2 separate regions of the Rattus norvegicus genome follow, and region 1 is linked to region 2. Evidence: chromatin contacts called from public Hi-C data. All regions are on one chromosome and are shown on one strand. The core of a region is the stretch at or near the end of the contact, and the rest is flanking DNA. Distances in the headings are between cores, read along the strand shown. Region 1 holds the start of Zc3h8 (zinc finger CCCH type containing 8). Region 2 holds the start of Mertk (MER proto-oncogene, tyrosine kinase).

Evidence for each region. A called contact is a pair of places that touch in the nucleus more often than the background predicts.
Region 1: a contact with region 2 is called in a Hi-C map of Schwann cells, with 5 times the contacts expected there. The contact joins the promoter of Zc3h8 here to the promoter of Mertk in region 2. A contact is called at or near these places in 6 of 12 Hi-C or Micro-C datasets (Schwann cells, frontal cortex, hepatocytes and 3 more).

Annotation. Positions count from the first base shown.
Region 1 is chr3:136,642,576-136,648,875 of GRCr8, forward strand. It overlaps Zc3h8 (zinc finger CCCH type containing 8), which reads right to left and starts at 4,377. Exons shown (of 9, transcript NM_001012090.1): 1 at 4,223-4,377; 2 at 1,327-1,420. The coding sequence starts at 4,299.
Region 2 is chr3:136,391,009-136,397,008 of GRCr8, forward strand. Mertk (MER proto-oncogene, tyrosine kinase) reads left to right here and starts at 1,566. Exons shown (of 19, transcript NM_022943.1): 1 at 1,566-1,662. The coding sequence starts at 1,605.

The DNA of each region.
Region 1 (6,300 bases), core at 3,127-5,626, 250 kb after region 2:
CTGCTAATGAAAGCAAGTCCAGAGCCTACCCACAGTAGGATGTCCTGTGTTCAAATGATGACTACTGGCGCTGCAACAGTGATGAAGGAGCACACAGTAGAGATAAGAACTGTAAACTGTATCCTTAGGGATGACCACATAAGCAGCAAGACTGTCAACAGGAAACGATCAGTATATGAATTAGAACTGCTCATGTCAGGGGCTAACAGAGGAAGGAGACAACAATACTTTATCTTGCCCTGAAGTGCTTACCTGAGTGTCCTAAGTTAGTCCTAACCCTACATATATTTGTATTAGTGACCAAAGAGCCTTGGTTCAAGCAGCTCTGTCTGGGGATAACCTGGGTGTCCATCTTTCCATATCACCTTCTTGGAAATAACTTTAAGATACAATATGCTGGGGATAGTACAGAGATTATGAACTCTAGAAATAAAGGAGTGAGGCCTGAATGACTAACCCTATGGGGTAATAAAGTGCAGTTTCTGCATGTGAGCCTCAGTCCTTTTCCATGGCAGCTACACATGTACAGACAGTATTATGTGGTAGCTCACACCCCCAGGAGATGAAGGTGTATCATCTCTCCTGGATCTTTCTATAAGGCCAATTTGTACCTAACTAGCTTTACTGCCAACATGAACATATTCTTATGAAATTGTTAACATTTACAGCCACCCCCAAACATTTTAAAAAGAGGAGCAGATAGTGACTCTGTGATGGACTGAACTTGAGTCTCTCCCTGACTCTAAGTTCTTATGCGTATGTCTTAATACTCAGTGTTTCAGAGTATGGCCTATTTGGAAATCAGGCCACGGCACATGAGGTCATGATGTTTCCCAGGGTCACAGCGTGGTCTGGAACAGATCTTTCCTCACACATCCCAGAAAGAACAACCCTACCAACACCTTGCTCTCAGACTCAATTCCAGCCCAAGAACTACAAGCTAACATAACTGTGTTGTTCTTACTGCCATGTTGTGTCCTGGTACAGCAGCCCCAACACAGTAATCTGGGTTTTCAATCAGTAATACTATAGCTGGTTGAGTTAGTCAGTCAGACCATAAATTTTACATCTAAGTTGACAGGAAAGAAGCTTTCTGAAAAGCGTTTATAGTCCTTTTCAGGAAAGGGGAAAGCCATCTTGTTACAATCCTGGCATTCTCCATCTGATGGTGAGGGGAGTTCAAGGGAAAAGCAAGAAAGTTACTGAGAGATGACTGAGTTTCCCTGACTAAGTAACTGGGCCCTGAATGCTGAACATGATGAGACAACCAGATCCCTCATGCTCGCACAGCCACCCAGAGCCATCAACACGTCAGCCAAGTCTTACCTTCTTGGGAATTGGTTCACAGTCCCGTTTTACTTTCCGTTTGACGTTCTCTGTCTGTGCCTCTTCAACTTCAGTACCATCTGTCTCATCAATTCTGCAGCAAATGAGCAAATGACACAAAAGGGTTTATTGCACAGCATTAAAATTCATCGCTTTAAAAAAAAGGGGGGGGGTGGGCTGGGGACTTAGCTCAGTGATAGAGCGCTTGCCTTGCAAGCACAAGGCCCTGGGTTCGGTCCCCAGCTCCGAAAAAAAAAAAAAAAAAGAAAAAAAATTCATTGCTTAGGTCTGTCTTAAATCTGAAATTTGAAGTCTACTCTTAAATACTCTATAACAACATTAATAAAAACAGCAACGTAGGCCAGGTATCATGCTGCGGTCCTGTAATCCCAACACTCAGGAGGCAGAGGCCAGTGGGTCTCTGTGGCTTCCAGGCCAGTATAGCATAGTATAACATAGCAAGCCAGCCAGGGCTACACAGTGAGACTCTGTCTCAAAATAACAATGATGATGATGTTAACCAAAAAAATGTTGATATGTATGTGAATATACTGTAAAACTGAAACTTTGTATTATAAAATCTTAATGCTTAAGTAGTTTGTACGTTAAATCACCAGTCATTCTTCAGTCTAGTCACTCAATACATACCAAACATTCACGTCAGGCTGTGGCCTCATGTCATGAGGTACAACAAGGGAAAGGACAAGCTGTCTCCCTGCCTTCTGAGAGCCTCTATCTTCTTGGGAGAAAAGTAATACAGGTACACATATAAGGAACACTTAAGTTAGATTTGGGGCTTTCTAAACAGAAAAGATATGGAGGAGGAGTGTAAAAGAGAAGGGTATGCCAGGTGCAATGCAGGATGCCTTCAGAGGTTAGGAGACAAACCCAAACATGAAGATGAAGAGCTCAGGCATGAGAGGTTGACTGTGGGTAGATACTGTGTGAGGGAATTCCTGAGCATATTCTAGCACACTGGCTCTCGACCTGTGGGTCTACACCTTTGGAGGAGGGAGCAGGGGTTGAACAACCCTTTCATAGGGGTTGCATATAAAAAATTTACCTTAGAATTCATAACAGCAGCAAAATTACAGCCATGACATAGCAACAAAAATGTTATGATTGGAGGGTCACCACAACATGAGGAACTGTATTAAAGGTTCCCAGCATTAGGAAGGTTGAAAACCACTGTTATAGCAGAGTTCAAAATGAAGGGATAGATGAAAGGATACAAAGTATCCGTAAGGAGAACTGTGCCTGAAACCACAGGCTGTCGTTCTACTGTCCCCTCTGCTTCCATTAGGAACCATGACCCTCAGTCCTATTCCATGGCCTACCCAGAAGCCAGTAAGCCAGCTGCAGCAACACTGAACTCTCTCCTGTTTCTTTTTTTCCTGTTGCTGATACTTTTTTTTAAAAGACAGGGTCTTTACACAATGTAGACCAGGCTGGCCTTGAACTCAGAGATCCACCAGCTTCTGCCACCCCAGTTCTGGGATTAGAGTGTGCCACCATGCCCTGTTGCTATTTCTTAATCACCTTGGTTGGCTCTTCATCTCTGTAGCTCTCAACAAAGCCAGCCCTCGTCTTCCTCTTTTCTATATGTTCATTCTCAGTGATGCCTTTCAATCTTCTGGCTTCTAATATCATCTGTATACAGCTAATTCCAATATCCTAACCTCCCTGCCCTGAACAACCAGCTAACTTCCCATTCTACTGATTTACCTGGATACCCACCATCAAAACCACCTTTCAGATAAGACTTTTCTTTAACTATCTTCTTTACAACACTATTCTTATTATTCCACAATACTTCCTAACTCCTCACTCAAGTTTTCAAAATTTCAATTCATTTCTCTTGCTGATCTTACGTGTTATCATCTGCAAGTACTTAGTGTCCATTTCTTCACAGTGTCAATACGACTTAATTTCCATGAGTAATTCTGCTTTGGAAGATGGGTGATGAATTCATAGGTAATGAGGTAACCTGAGCACCTGAATCCTAGGTCTGCCACTCACTGCACAGTCTGGAAAGGTGACTAGGCCTCAATTTTCCCATCTGTAAAACGAGAACATCACTTTCTTAAGGTTGATGTGAAGACTAAAAGTTTCACACTAAATACACAGTAACGCTCTTGATGGTAGCCCAGCTAGGGTAATAGTTCCCACTGAAGTGTTTGAGGCTGAGCTTGGAGCTTGCTATGTAGACCAAGCTGGTCCCAGACTCCCGAGATCTGCCTGCCTCAGCCTTTCAAATGCAGAGATTAACAGGCCCAGCCCAACACTGGAAATGTATCTCTTAATGAGGGTGGGGAAAAAAAAAAAAAAAACCCTTCGTGAAGTATTTGTCAAGTGTTCCACTGAGGGATGAGAGAACATACAAGACAACGATTTAGGAGAGATGGGATTTGAAGGCACTATCAACTCAAAAAACTTAAAAAGTGAATGGGTATCTGCACAGAAATCCTGCACTCTGTACTAAACATGATAACAACATGCCTTTCCAATTTAACTGAAATACTAAGCCGAAATGGTGCTTGCTGCTTTATTCTGGGATTTCTGGTTCAGGATCACTGGCAGGGCACTCTATCTATCAACTCTCAAGAACCAGGGGTGCCCGCAAAGTGGCCTCAGAGGTGAGTGACAGCAAACACGTTAAGCACGTGCAACGGGAGCAGCCGGCCCCTGGGGGGCAGATTCACAGAGGCCGGGGCCTCCTCCCGCCGCCCCGCCACTGCCCTCACCCGCAGTCCCTACTCCGACTTCCACCCCACTTCCCCTCCCGACCTCTCCGCTCCGGTCTAGGACCACGCGCCAGCCTTGGCTCGCGGAGTCCTAGGAGCAAGGGGGCGGAGGCCAGGCGGTGGCCCTGCAAAGGACCGGACGTGTGGATCACCTTTCCTCAGGGTCGGCGGCCGGTTTTTTGCCGAGGGCCGGATTGGGGGGCTTTGAAAAAAGATTTTCAAAATCCATAACTCAGACAGGGACCGTCCCTCTCCGCGCCGAGCAGGTACTGAACAACCACCGGAGCCGGGGCTAAGGAACCTAGAGTGAGCCAAGGGCCGCACGCTCCGCCCCGCGTATGCGCACGCGCTTCAACTGCTTGGGCGCAACTCTGCGCAAGACCTGGCCTGCCCTACCACGCGTGCTCAGTTCTCACTGGGGCTCTTTCAGTGCCTGCGCTGCGCACGCGCAACTCTCTGTACTTGCCATGCCGGTTTGCGTACCTTTGCGCAGCGATCGAATACCCTTAAAAAATAAAAAATAATTCTTTTTTTAAAGCTGTGTTTTGTGTGTGTGTGTGTGTGTGTGTGTGTGTGTGTGTGTGTGTGTGTGTGTGTGTGTGTGTGAGAGAGAGAGAGAGAGGGAGAGAGAGGAGGGAGGAGAGAGAGAGAGAGAGAGAGAGAGAGAGAGAGAGAGAGAGAGAGAGAGAGAGAGAGAGAGAGAGAGAGAGAGAGTATATGCCCGCGAAGACCAGTTATTGTGGTGACTCACCTAATCTGAGTGTTAGGAACCGAACTCAAGACCTGTAAGTTTTCTTTTAACTTTTGAGCCATATTTCTCTTCCATCCCCTTTAAGATTTTGACAGATAAGCAAAGTTAATTGCACAAAAACAAACCAAAATGGTCTCTACAAAAGTAAACACATAAATATATTTAAAGCAGGCAATTTCACTAGAAAGTGCTATGTATTGAGACTATGTATTAAGACTAATAGGACACAAGCTGTTTGGGAAGGCTTGAAAGGGGTGAGCTCTCAGTCTTGAGGATGATTTCCAGAGGTGTCCTAAGGAGAATTGTAAAGACCGGAAAATAGATGACGTTTGGAAAGCAGGAGATTATTTCATGGAAATAAACAGAAGAAAAACTTAAAACTATGTTCTGGGCCAGGACAGAAAGCCTGACTCCACTGTAACTGAAGGGATTGTTTGTGTCCTAATGTGAGTCATGGTTCACCCCAAAGACAAATGAAGAAAATTATTTGAGGTCAGACCTCTTCCAGAAGGCAATTCTACACCACCACCCCGTTATATGGATGGACAGTCTCTTTTTTTTTTTTTTTTTTTTTTTGCACTTGAATAATAACATGAGAGAAAATTAAGAGGTAAAAACTAATACTATTCCTTCTTTGGAGGAAAATACTAGATCATACAATTATTCCATACAGACCTTTTCAGACAAAAGAGGGGGGGGAGGCTAGAATTTGGGCTGGAGAGATGGCTTGGTGGTGAAGATGCTCGCTGCCAAGCCTACCTGATGGCCTGAATGTGATCACTCAAACCCACAGGATAGAGAGCACCAACTCTCAAAGAATTGTCATCTGACTACCGCATACTTGCCATAAATAAAATAAATGTGATTTTAAAAACAAAATACCTTGGTCTTAGTGTGTTACATCTCTGGGGGAAAGATATCCTGTCAGTCCAGAGCCAAGGAACACTATAACGTCACACTGCACAACAAACCTTAGACAAGATTTATTGAGAGAGAAAAACCCCAGGAAAATGGGCTGCCTCTGCTTGGGTGAGAAGTAGCAGAGACCTGAGCAGAAGACTGGGTTTATATAATTTCTAGTGGGGTGGGGGTGGGGGGAGCAAGAGCTTTCCTTCCAGAGTGGAGATTACCAGGGTAAAGAGTGGTGGGACTTCTAGTCCAGAGCTTGGGCATTTTAGTCTGTAGGGGGGTTGTGGGGGGCACTGGGTCCCTTTGTTAGAGCAGTTAAGGTGTTCTGTGGGTGGAACCTGGTGGTTGGAGGTCCTCAGGGGAGGGGCCTGGCTACATGTGTCTGAAGGAGCTTACACTTAGTGAGTTTCAGGACAGCCAGAGCTATCTAGAGACCCTGTCTCAAAAAAATAAAAATAGAGTCACAGCCGCCAACCAGTCTTTGGTGACAGTCTTCTTGCTGCCTGGGCCCACCGGCTCCCTCAGCCTCTCCTGCCTCCGCTGTCAGCGGGTCACGATGTCATTCAGGTC
Region 2 (6,000 bases), core at 316-2,815:
TGGAGTGTTTGCATAACCAGATATTCAAATTCAAGTCCAGCCTGGGTAACATAGCAAGACCCTTTCTGTCCTAAGTAGATGTCTATTGCTGTGATGACCAAAAGCAATTTAGGGAGAAAATAGTTTGTTTCAGCTTACAATTGGAATGCATCATGAAGGAAAGCCAGAGGAATTCAAGGGAGGAACCTGGAGGCAAGAACTTAAGCAGGAGCCATAGAGGAACTCTGTTTACTGCCTTGCTCCCTTGGCTTGGTCAGTTTGCTTTCTTATACATCCCGGGATTACCTACCCAGGCACCATCCACAGTAAACTGGGCTCTTTCATATCAATCAGCAATCAAGGGTCTGTTTAATCCTGCCCTTCTGGTTTGATGTCCTTCTGCAGGGCTAGAGATGCAAGGAGATGACTGTAGGCATCACAGTGCTTGTGTCTGTCCTTAGTTTCAGTAATAAATACTTTAAATTCATCGGGGCTATTTACTCTAGGCCCTAATGTGATCTTATCTCCAAAGAAAACAAATAATTCTATTTCCTTTAAGAAAGCCTCATACACAATTTAAAGTATTTGTTTGATTGCTAGAAAAAGCACCTTCCGTTTCTTTGAAATTCACAACAGAATTCACAATCTGATGCTGCTGTCTTGGACCTTCCACCCTTTCCCGCTACAAGCACTGTTTCTTCCATCCCTGTTCCAAACTCCCTCCTTATAAGACTCGGCTTAGTGCTCCCTGAACTAACCTCTCCAGTGGTGGCTGCAAGAACCTGACGCCAGGGTCCGCTCTTGCACTCCGATTCAGTAGCCAGGAGGAATTCCCGGCACCGCAGTGTGTGCTGCCACGGTGGCCACAGCCTCTGGAGTGCAGCTGCCAGGACCTCTCAGGCCAGTAGAGCTTGGACTGCAGAATCGCTGCCCCTCCAAGGCAGCTGGACCCACTAACCCTCAAAGGTCTTGGAGCTGCATCAGCGCCCTCTACCAAAGTCTCCCTCTACCCTTTCCAAGCCCTCCCACCTACCCATACAGAGTGAGACTCCGATGTTGCGGAGTTGCCAGAGACCCTCCTCCCGATCATTCTCTTTCTTAGCCCCCTCCCCTTCCTCTCCATCTCTCAATCCTTTTAGCTCAAGATGGTCGCCCTCCCTAGCTCTATTCCATCTTCTTTTCCTTCTCCTCCAGTACCTCCCTTCCACTCTTCCGACACACTCAGGCCGGGGGGTAACCTGCTGGAGTTGGCCCAAGTTCCATTCACCTCTGCCCCGCCCCTCCACCCTCCCTAGGGCCCTGGCCTTGGATCCTCCCCTGCCCGCCCTCTCCTCCAGTTCCCTCCTTCTCAGCTCTCTTTGCCCTTCCCCCTACCCGCCCCTGTCCACTCCAACCTGCTGGCCCCTCCCAGGCCTAAGCCCTGGCCCCGCCTCTTCCAACTTAAGACGCCCCCGATCCCTAACTCGGCGCTGCCACTCCGGCGCCTGCTACCCGGGCGGCCGGGACTGAGGCGCTCCCCTGGCGCGCTCGGTTACCGGCGAGTTTGGGACGGCGACCTACGAGTTTGGGACGTTGGTGTGTCCGTGCATTTGTCCGGAGAGAACTGCCAGATCCGCGGCCCCGCGATGGTTCTGGCCCCACTACTGCTGGGGCTGCTGCTGCTATCCGCACTCTGGAATGGAGGTGAGTGAGGGCTGCGGGGTCTCGCGGAGCTGCTGCTCATTCCAGCAAGCCGTCGAGGGTTCTGGGGGATCCCTAGCCAGGTCCTGGGGTGCTCGTCTTAGTGGAACCGGTGGGCACCCAGAGCTTCCCATTACCACGGGCGCTCTGAGAGCACCCAACTTTGAGCCTGTAAGAAAAGCAGCTCAGGTCTGGCGTGGCATGCACCGAGAACTTTACCCTCAACACTATCTGGCCTGGCCGTACTTTGGCGGGAGTTCTGCGAGTCACAGACCGAGGATTCCTAGGTAATTCCACACCGCGAACCGGTAAGTAGCTGCAAGAGTTGGTTACTGCCGTTCGCGCGTGGCGTTGCACGGAGGCTAGGTGCCAGGGAAAGACTGGTTCTGACTTCTCCCCTGGGCTCTGATGAACATTGTGTTGGCCCTCCTCTGCGGGGACACTCTGCGAGTGTAAGAAGCCTGAAAGAAGCAGGGGGGAGGTGCTATACGGTGCTTCACTATTATTACTGTGGAGCGGAATCTGTTTTGTTTGGGTAGCGTCTACGTTCACCTCGGACCTTAAGTGTTCTCACAAGCGGTTCAATTTGACATGCTGGATTGATTAGCGCAAACAAGTATGGCAGGTTCCTCCAACAGATGACACTGAGGTACTTCGTGAAGAAGCTGGGAAAATACAAACTAGGCTTTTCGGAAAAGAAATAGAAGTGGGAAGGGTTGGAAGAGTACTACTGTAAGCAAGCACATTTCAGGTATTGCCCCTGCCCTAAAAGATCTGTTTCTATTCGGAATGTGGTTTTGTCTCTTTGATCTTGAATCGGGTTGACTGAAGTTTGCCTTTTAAGACTACCCGGAAAGTTCGGTTTGTTTTTCCACATTTTTTGAAACAATTCTTTCCTTGCACATTAAACCAAATAAGCAATTTGTAGTTTGAGGCAACATGACAATATTGCAACAAACATCAAGAACCAAAAATGAGCAAAGAACCGAGACTGCTCTCTTCTCCATTACGAAACCTTCAAAAATTCCTCAGCCTTTCTGCCAGGTCTACTCTTAATAATCCGCTGCAAGTCGCGGGTACTTTTGCTACTAGTGCTGGCAGGCCATACATCGTTTTGGAGGCTGTGAGTGTGGTAGGCAAGGGAAGAGTGACAGGAACCAACGCTTTTATTTGATAATTTAATATCTGTGCTTTATTTTCTAAGTTTAGAAAACATTTGATGGAGTTCTGTAGCTAACAGACTTAGACAGCCATAGAGAAAGGCTTAAAATGCTTTCTGAGAAAGAGTTTCTCAGTTTTCTTCTACCTGAATTGGAGATGCTGGGAAACATGTTCCAAGCCTTCCTCTCTGCTCAGGCCCTGATTCACAGGGCGGAGGGGTGGGGGTGGGCACAGAGCAGTATAAGGGGCATTCATGTGTGCCTAGGGAGGGCCAGGGAGGGGAAAAGGATGAAGGAGAAGTTTGAAAGTGTGTAGAAGTGAAGCCTGTCTGGTGACTTAGTCTGTGACTAATATGTGTGAACCCTGAGAACAAACTGGGCTTTTTAAATGGTCAATTTCTTAAACTGACAGCAAAAACAGATATTCCAACTTATTATAAACATTTTCCCAAGAACTCTAAGTGGTTGTATTGCTTACGGCCATTTTTTTTTCCTTTTCTTTTTTTCGGGGCTGGGGATTGAACCCAGGACCTTGTGCTTCCTAGGCAAGCGCTCTACCACTGAGCCAAATCCCCAACCCCACGGCCATTTTTTTTTATAGTGACTCCTCTTGCCTTTTGGAAGTAAGTGGGTTTATTTGAATGAATAACTTTTGTGAAGTTCTTTAAGGTTTTGAGCAAGATACAGCTATTTTTAAATTAACAAAATTATGCTTTAATTTTTTTTAAAAAAATGTTTATTTGTATGGGTGTTTCGGTTATGTGTGTCTGTGCGTCCTGTGTATGCATAGTTCCCAACGAGACCACCAGAGGGCATTGAGTCCCTGAAGTTGGAGTTACAGGTAGTTCTGATCAGGCTGAGAATTGAACATGGGTCCTCTGGTAAACAGTCAGTTCTCTTAACCACTAAGACATCTCTCCAGCTCAAAATTAGGATTGTAATCCTTACTTTTGGAAAGAATCGCTAGATAGTTCTGGAAGGAGGGCTAGTGAGTCACAGCAGATTGACAGGTAGGAAAGATGAGTTACGACATTAGACAATCATGTACCCCAGCCACTCCCCACACGACAGCCAGATTCGGGCTTTCATAACAAATCCAATTGTGTTGTCCCCAAGTGAAACATCCTCCAATGGCTTCCTGTCCCTTGCCAGATTTCCAGGTCCTGTAAAGCCTTACAGGGCCTCTGCCCTTGTTTGACTCATTTCTAGTCATTTCCCCCTTGTTGCTGTTGCCCTGGCCACCTCTGTGTCACCTTCCTAGCACTAAACGGCTTTTTAAAACGTATTTATTGATTTTTGCTTCGTGTCTATGAGTGTTTTGTCTGCATGTTGTATGTGCACCTATGCATGCCCGACGGAGACCAGAAGAGAGTGTCTGAGGCTCTGAAATTGGAGTTTCAGGAAGTTAGAAACCACCAGAGAGGGCTGTCCTCTGCAAGAGCGGTGCATACCCTTAACCAAGCCATCTTCCCTATTGCTGTAAAATTAAAACAACACTGTCTTTATCCAGCACTAGGTCTGGTACCATAGTGCCCTAAGACATCTGTTAGATATCTTCATCTCAGTCAGCAAAGCGTCTCACCCGCTTTGCTCCATCCCATATCACACTGCTGATGGCTACTCTCTGAGCCTGGCAACAATCTCTCTACCCATCTAGTTCCCAAGGCAGGTTGCCACCATGCCAGACATACACATCCCAATTCCGTGGCGGCCCAGTGTCTCCAGCCACACCACACACTCTCTTGAATTCAATTAAATCGCCACATGAAAGAACACACAACACAATAACCTCTGATCCAATTGATAAGATATAATTGCCCATCTAGACATATAAAGCCCTGTACACCTCCATCTCTTAAGAATATTCATAACAACCTGTAAGTGTGCAGAGAGGAATCTCAACATCCGCCTCCATGTTCTCTCGGCTGCTTCCCCTCTTTCACTCCAGTCTCCTCCCCTCTCTAAAACTTGCATTTCTCCAAGGACTTTGACTTCGGATAGGAACCAGTTTCACCATAACTCAAAGCACAGGGCTCTGGGTCGGGCCTCATCTATATGTAGGAAATGCAGGGCTGAACTCTATGGGCCTTGGGGAGGTGGTTATGTCTTAGAACCCCTAGACTGTTTTTGGTACAACGGGACACTTTCATAGAACTATTGTGTTAGAGTAAGTTTTTTTTGTCAACTTGACACAACCTAAACCTATCTGGGAGGTGTGCCAGCAGGATCTTAGTCCTGCTGCTGTGAATGCCTGGGAGGTGGGAGGCAGCTTCTCTTTTAGACAGGTGTTCAGTGACACAGCTGTGTTCTTTATTTGAGATGAACAAGGACTATATGAACCTTGGAGAGTGGGAAGGGATTTTCATGGTGAGTGTGCAATAGCTGGGGCTTAAGGTACTGGGAATACCTCGTTTTCATGGAGAGGCATTCCAAGTGCTTGCCCTGCAGGTTCTTATTGAGAGAAAGGGGAGTCAAACCTGTAATTTCACCAAAGACTACCTGACATTCCTCAGGGAGAGGATGTGGGCGTCAGGCTCCCCCATAAGGTCAGGAGGAGAAAGCATGGCTGGAAAAGGGAGTCCTCCATTTTGGGCTGAGCTCAGGTAGCTGTCTGGTCCTGGTAGACCACCTTAATAGCAGGGATGGGAGGTTGGGGGGAGCGGGGGTGGGGGTTGGGGGGAGTTTCCCAACAATGAGGAAGGGCCTAACCCATTGTGGGTGGAACCTTTACTGGCTAGGTAGTCCTGGGCCATATAAGAAAGGAGCTGAGCAAGTTGTGGGAACAGGTCAACAAACAGCAGCCCTCCATGGCTTCTACTACAATTCCTGCTGTCAGGTTCCTGCCTTGGCTTCCACTGATGGTCTGCAAGCCAAACAACACTGATAAGCCCAATAAACCCTCTCTTTCCCAAGTCAAATTTGGTCAGCACCTCATCACGGCAACAGGAAAAGCAATCTAGGACGTGCTGCAAAGATGAGATGGGCAAATAGCATGCTGTAAATGCCGAACGGTCAGTGCTATGATCGCCAATGGTGCTCCTCTGTGCTTGAGAGTCCAGTTTAGGGGTGGGCAGTTCCTTTTCCTAGACAAAGGGTGTTGAGTAAAAGTTCTTTTTTGTTTTTTACTGGAATGCTTCCCAAATAAAACCCCGAACCACGAGGGTAGAAGGTTCAGATGTAG